2 separate regions of the Cricetulus griseus genome follow, and region 2 is linked to region 1. A link is a contact called in public Hi-C data. All regions are on one chromosome and are shown on one strand. Each heading gives the region's core, a stretch centred on a gene start, on an enhancer-like site or on the middle of the called end of the contact. The rest is flanking DNA. Distances are from core to core; before and after follow the strand shown.

Region 1 (3,287 bases), core at 683-3,182:
CCAACCCTGTGAGAATTTATGACCTCTCTCTCTCCCTTCTTCACCATATACCTTACTCTAACTCATAGGGGATGGAGGTAGCAGTGACCCTCAGTGTCTGCTCTACCACTTTAAAGTAGAGCTTATCTTTTTATTATTATTATTCTTTTTATTTTCTGAGTCAAGGTCTCTTTCTAAATCTAGAGCTGACTGGTTTTCGGGTAAGCTCTGGGGATTTGTTCTCATTGTCTGTACCATTGCCCCTGGCCTCTGAGTCCTGTGTCCTAGCTTTTATGCAGGTATTGTAGATCTGAACGCAGGTCCTCAAGCTTTCTTGGCAAGCACTTTGTCCACCAAGGCATTGCCCAGACTCTTCTGTACAACTAAAGGTTTTATGGCTCCACAAATCTTTCAAGCAGTCCTTTCTTTCTTATGTCATTTATCCAGAGCATTCAGATGCTTCACAGTCATTCTACTTTCAGTTCCTTTGCCAAAAGTGCTATTTCTTCAAGTGTCTGACCTGTCTTGAATCCATGAACAAAGTCCGCCCAGCTGAAAAGGTGCCCTAAAGGGATCCACTCACAAATAGCAGCCACATTTCTTGTGTGTAACTTATTCATAACCTCAAAGGGGCTAGGCAGTGTGGGGGGAAACATTAGTAATATTCCTTGAACAAAAATGGTGAATGTTAAACTGGGCATTGGTGGCACACGCCTTTAGTCCCAGTACTCAGGAAGCAGAGACAGGCAGATCTCTGGGAGTTCAAGGACAGCCTGGTCTACAAAGTGAGTTCCAGGACAACCTCCAAAGCTACGCAGAGAAACCCTGTCTTGAAAAACAAAAACAAACAAAACAAAAATGGTGGATATACAATGGCATCGAATTTTTTCTTTTCCCTGTCTCTGTCTCTGTCTCTGTCTCTGTCTGTCTCTCTCTCTCTCTCTCTCTCTCTCTCTCTCTCTCTCTCTCTCTCTCTCTCTCTTTTGCGGTTTTGTTGTTATTTTTTTGAAACGGGGTTTTTCTACATAGCCGTGAGCCCTGGCTGTCCTGGAACTCACTCTGTAGACCAGATTGGTCTGAAACTCACAGAGATCCTCCTGCCTCTGCCTCCCCAGTGCTGGGATTAAAGGTATACACCTTGCCCTAGGCATCAAATTCAAAGCCTCCCTAGACTGTGTATTTGCAGGATATTGGAAGAGTGGCAAATAACTGATAGATCCTTCTTTAAAGCCAGACATTTTTCTATTTGCATTCCATGAAAGATTCTTTGTCCCTAGAAATATGTGAACTGATGTCTTTATTTGCAAATAAAATAATAACCATTGTTCTGTTTGCTTTGCCATGCGAATCTAGCTGGCAAGTGTCAGGCTATGTAAGAAACTCAAATACTGCATACTTGAGTGTCTGCAATCCAGAAGAGTGCTCTAATCTAGCTTTGTGCTCTCATTGCTTCCGTTATGGAGATGGTGAAGGGATTTCATTCAGGAGGAAGAAACCACTTACCTAGTTAGTTATGAAGCCAGGCCACAGGGAAGTAAAACACAGATGGGATGAAAAAGATGTCTGTGTCCATCTGCAGCAGCTCTGACAGTGTTCTAGAGGTGGCATGCTTTGCTTCCTTGAGTAGAGGATGCCAGTGTGAGTCACTGCAGAGAGGCTGCTATGAGGCCATCAGTGTGTCACTTCGGAGAGGCTGCAGTGGGTTCCCTGTGAGGGCGCCAGCGTGAGTCACTGCGAAGAGGCTGCAGTAGGTTCCCTGTGAGGGCGCCAGTGTGAGTCACTGCGGAGAGGCTGCAGTGGGTTCCCTGTGAGGGCGCCAGTGTGAGTCACTGCGGAGAGGCTGCAGTGGGTTCCCTGTGAGGGCGCCAGTGTGAGTCACTGCGGAGAGGCTGCAGTGGGTTCCCTGTGAGGGCGCCACTGTGAGTCACTGCAGAGAAGCTGCAGTGGGTTCCCTGTGAGGGCTCCAGTGTGAGTCACTGCAGAGAGGACTTGGGACCTGGTATATCCATACCTGGCCTGTATTTTGTCTACAGCTCTTTCTCGATTATTCAGCAATTGGAAGAAAGGGCTTCTGGGTGACCCTCATTCAGCCCCATCCTTTTGTTCCTCTCCAAGTTTCTCTAAAGTTTAAAAATCAGAATGTGAAAATGGAAATGACCTGAAGCACAGATATAGTAAAAATAGGTTGTGTTATGTATGTGACCTGTGAATTAAATTTGGGAAACTTCTATCTATAAATTAATTCATATCCTGTAATTAAAGTTTGAAACTAATCAAGTGTCTGTTACATTATTTACATGTCTTTAGACATTTTTCCAAAGACCAACTTCATTTTTTAAGTGCCTTCAACTACGTCTTGAAATTTAATAAAGCTCAGTATGCTTTCATACCTATAATCCCAACATTTGAAGGCTGAGGCAATAAAATTAGAAGTTCAAGACCAGCCTGGGCAGGGTATGTAGTTAATTTAAGGCTAACCTGGGTTAAAAAGAAAAAGAACCCAAACATTTAATTGTTGCTTTTGCATTTCCCTTAATTTGGGAAATACACGTTATGAAATGGGATCAGAAAACTCTGTTATTAATCTTATAAATATATTTAAATTGTTTTACCTATTTTAAGCTTAGAGAATAGTTTTTATGGAATTGTTCTTGCAAATATTTTTAGTAATGGTATCAGGATAGTATTTTATACTATACTTGAAAAATGGGCATAAACTAATAACTAGTTGGTTATTTTGTGGTTTTTTGTTTGAGATGTGTTTGTTTGTTTGAGATGGGATCTCACTATGTACCCCAGGATAAGCACAAACTTGTCATCCTCCGAAGTCTCTGGGTACCAGGATGACAGGCAGGCTCCACTATACCCAGCTACTTTCCTTTTTAATAATAACATTTTCCAATGTACTGATAATTATACTTTTTTTCATTAAATTTGAACCTTCAAGTATTGGATTAGACTGAGAATTTGTATAAAGAAGTTCAACTTTCAGGAGTAATTTCCACTTATAGCAAATGCACTCTCAGTGAAAATAGTGTTTTTTAATAAGCAAGTTAAAAGCATGCTGCATGATGGTGGGGCACACCTTTAATCCCAGCACTTGAGAGGCAGAGGTAGGTAGATCTCTGTGAGTTCGAGGCCAGCCTGGTCTGCAGAGTGAGTTCTGGGACAGCTAGGGCTACACAGAGAAACCCTGTCTCCGGAAAGAAAAAAAAAAAAAAAAAAAAAAAAAAAAGGTGAATCATTTGAAAAGAGACATTTGAGAGTATTTTAACATTTTTAAAGTTTCTTCCATGAATAAAGAAAAA
Region 2 (3,116 bases), core at 396-2,895, 41 kb before region 1:
CAAATAAAAAACCAAAAACCAAAAATTATAGCTTGTTTCATGAAACACTTGAACAATATACTAATATGGCAGTCTCCTACTCATCTAATGACAAGTAATAAAACTATCAGAATCGTGAGAGATAACCCATTTCATAACCATTTGAAAATGCAAACTTATACAACATGTTCAGTACAGATTCTTAAATTATAAAGATACATTAAATCTAAACAAATGCTGGGAAGCTTCACTTTACTGAAAGCATTACATTAAAATTTCAAGAATGATCATAGCATCAAACAAAAATTTTCTACTATGTAAATAAAACTTAACACTTGGATGCCTTGCATCTGGCATACTTAAGTCTGTCCCAGGCCTTTTCTCTTCAGCTAAAGACACTGTAATAGCCTAATCTCAAACAATTCCAGAAATGATGTTCAAGAACACTGGAAGCAGAGTGATTTCTTAATGGCCAATATCACATGACTTGGTATCTTATGACCAGCTTGTTAAGGGACCAGCCCGACTCTCCCTCTGGAAACACTGTTAGCTCTAAGCATTTCTTAAAGTTTAACAGGAAAGGACTGGTAAGTCAAAAAGACTGAGTCTTCCCACAAGAAAAATGTAAAATATACACACCGAAAAGTATTAACAAGATCACTCATTTCCAGCCCTATAAATGCTGTCTAGGCTATAAAAAAAAAAAAAACCAAAAAACTTAAAAGGAGCTTTTAAAAGTACGGGGGGGGGGGGCAGAAATGTCTTTCCTTAATGCACAAATACTGTATTACTAAAAATGCTCCTTTTCCTGAACTTTATACAGGTGGGTCTTCACTATGACACGTTCCAACTTACTATTAATATTTCTTATCCAAGCCTGACAATTCAATAGCTCTTTTTCTGAACTTGGGTAAGGAGGGGTAAAGTACAAAAGTGCTGCACACGCTTTCTACATTCTCGATCACTCACACTTCAAAGTTTACTATCTCAGATTTCAAGGCCAAACCCAGTCAACTGGCTTGCTTAAACCCGCTAGAGCTGAAAACCGCCCCAACCTATTCTGGTGGGGACCACCATAACAATATTGTCTGAAAGGTCCATTTAACCGACCTCGCGTCCAGTACTTCAGACACCACGGTTGCCCAACCCAGATTCCTATACCCCAGACAGCTGCTGCCTTAGGTTCCAAGTTACCAGATGCACCTTGCCTTCTAAACTGGATCGCGGATTAAATACACGCTTTCCAAGGTCCTCGGCCAAAGCTGACAAGCTCCCTGAGACTGGGGGTGGCGAGGTCGGGGGAGGACAGTCCTAAACATCTCCTATCCCACCCCTGGTCAGGCACTCATTCCAGGCGGACCTTTCGGCCCCGCACCCCAGCACATTCCGCAGCCCCCGCCCCGGGACAGTGGGAGTCTTCGGTCCAGCCCCACCCCAGGTCCCGAGCGGCTCGCCTCGCCTTGCCTCGCGGCAGGTGAGCCCTGGCGGCGGGTCCTCGGCCCCGAACGCTGCTCACCTTGCTGAGGACCCCGCAGCGCTCCACAGGCGGCCCGGACTCCGTCTCCGGATCCTCCTCCGAGCCCGACGAGTTCCAGCTCTGGTTATCCGACATGGAGGCGCGACAGGCGAGCAGGAGACCGGCCCCCGCTCCGAGAGCTGCGCCAGTGCAGGCGCCCAGTCCCTGGGGTGAAGGGTCGGGGGATGGCACAGCCAAGAGTGCCCGCTCCGGGGCGTGAGGGAACAGGAAGAGGGAGGAAGCGCGCCCGCTGCGCCGCCGTCGCCGCGCCTGACACCGAGCGGACCTGGGAAGGAGGACGAGCGGCGAAGAAAGCCTGCCCTTCCAGCCGTCAGCCGCCGTGGCCGTGGCCGTGACCCCTGCGCTGCGCCCGGCGCCGCCACCTGAACTCGGCCCCCTGGGTGCCAACCTCAGTCGGGGAGGGTGGAGGGGAGGAAGACAGGAAGAGCCAAGCCAGCGGCAGAGACCCAGGTCCGCTCACACCTCCGCTACCGCCGCCATCTTCCTGCCGGGCCCACTATTTACCCTCCCTCCCCTCGCCGCTCCCTCCCCTCCGTCCTCCCATCCTCCCTCCACCCCGCCCCGGGCCCCTCCCGGCGGCTCACGACGCTCCCAACCTCCGGCCCTCCCGGGTGATGACGGGTAGGGAAGGAGGCGGAGCAGGGAGAGGAGAGAGCTTGACAGGGAAGCGCTGCGCTGCATTCTGGGAGGGCTGCCGCTCTGTCCGCCGCGCAGCCTCCTGGGAGTTGTAGTCGCAATCCTAGTCAACTGGTGGGTGTCCCGGGCGCGCGGTAAGCTAGTTGTTTGGGGGAACCTCCTGAGGGCTAATGGGCTTCTTTTGACAGTCGTTTGGCTCTTCGGTCCAGCCGGGCTTCTGATTCTGCCTTGCATGTTTATGACGATCCCTCGGTCCCTACGAACCAGGACGTGAGAACCCTCAGGTGAGGATGTCGGGTTATGCGTAGCTGCTTTCCGGAAAGCCCGGGAATCTTTTCGATTTGCCTGGGCAAGCATGTCAGGGCTCAACCGCTTCGCTGTGGGCTGGAGGTTAGGAGTTTATGACCTCTCCGGTCACAAATTGGAGATTTTTCCTCTCGAAAGCCGCCACTGATAATGCCAAAGGACTACTGTCTATGTCTTTAGTAATTAGACTTGAGGTTTATTTACTACTGTTGGAGGACTAATTCCTTCAGACTATTTTCATAAGCGTTTCGCATTGTTACATTTATAGAATTTTTTGTGGAAAGTAATCAGTTGAGGTTGTCAGAGAACAAATAGCGTTAAAAGAGGTTTTTATAAAAAGTAAGGGCCGGACGGTGGTGGTGCACGCCTTTAATTCCAGCACTTGGGAGGCAGAGGTAGGCGGTAGACCAGCCTGGTCTACAAGAGCTAGCTCCAGGACACGTTCCACAGAGAAACTCCGTCTCGAACCCCCTGCGGACCCCCCCCAAGTGAAATAAGTATCAAATTATATCCTGAAATTTTCCATTAGGTGTGAACGAGTGTCTCCCCGAAACTCAAAGTTAATTCTCTTTTCCTCCCCTAAAGACAGGAAAGGTCGGATAGAAACTTTGTCATAAAGATCGAAACACAAGTTTTATTGAATAATAAGGAATTAGAA

The links. A called contact is a pair of places that touch in the nucleus more often than the background predicts.
Region 2: a contact with region 1 is called in a Hi-C map of the CHO-K1 cell line, with 2.0 times the contacts expected there. The contact joins the promoter of Cert1 here to the enhancer-like site in region 1. A contact is called at or near these places in 2 of 8 Hi-C or Micro-C datasets (the CHK-Q cell line and the CHO-K1 cell line).

The regions. Positions count from the first base shown.
Region 1 is chr2:315,182,261-315,185,547 of CriGri-PICRH-1.0, reverse strand. The region is part of intron 6 of Polk (DNA polymerase kappa); the gene reads left to right. Among named protein-coding and RNA genes, the nearest start is that of Ankdd1b, 24 kb to the right of the region's middle. Within about 2 kb of position 1,932, at least 2 of the 6 cell types and tissues checked have open chromatin away from gene starts, as enhancers often do. A contact at or near this core is called in the CHO-K1 cell line, where this site is marked.
Region 2 is chr2:315,222,864-315,225,979 of CriGri-PICRH-1.0, reverse strand. It overlaps Cert1 (ceramide transporter 1), which reads right to left and starts at 1,645. Exons shown (of 18, transcript NM_001244026.1): 1 at 1,496-1,645. The coding sequence starts at 1,591. It overlaps Polk (DNA polymerase kappa), which reads left to right and starts at 2,182. Exons shown (of 15, transcript XM_027401684.2): 1 at 2,182-2,436.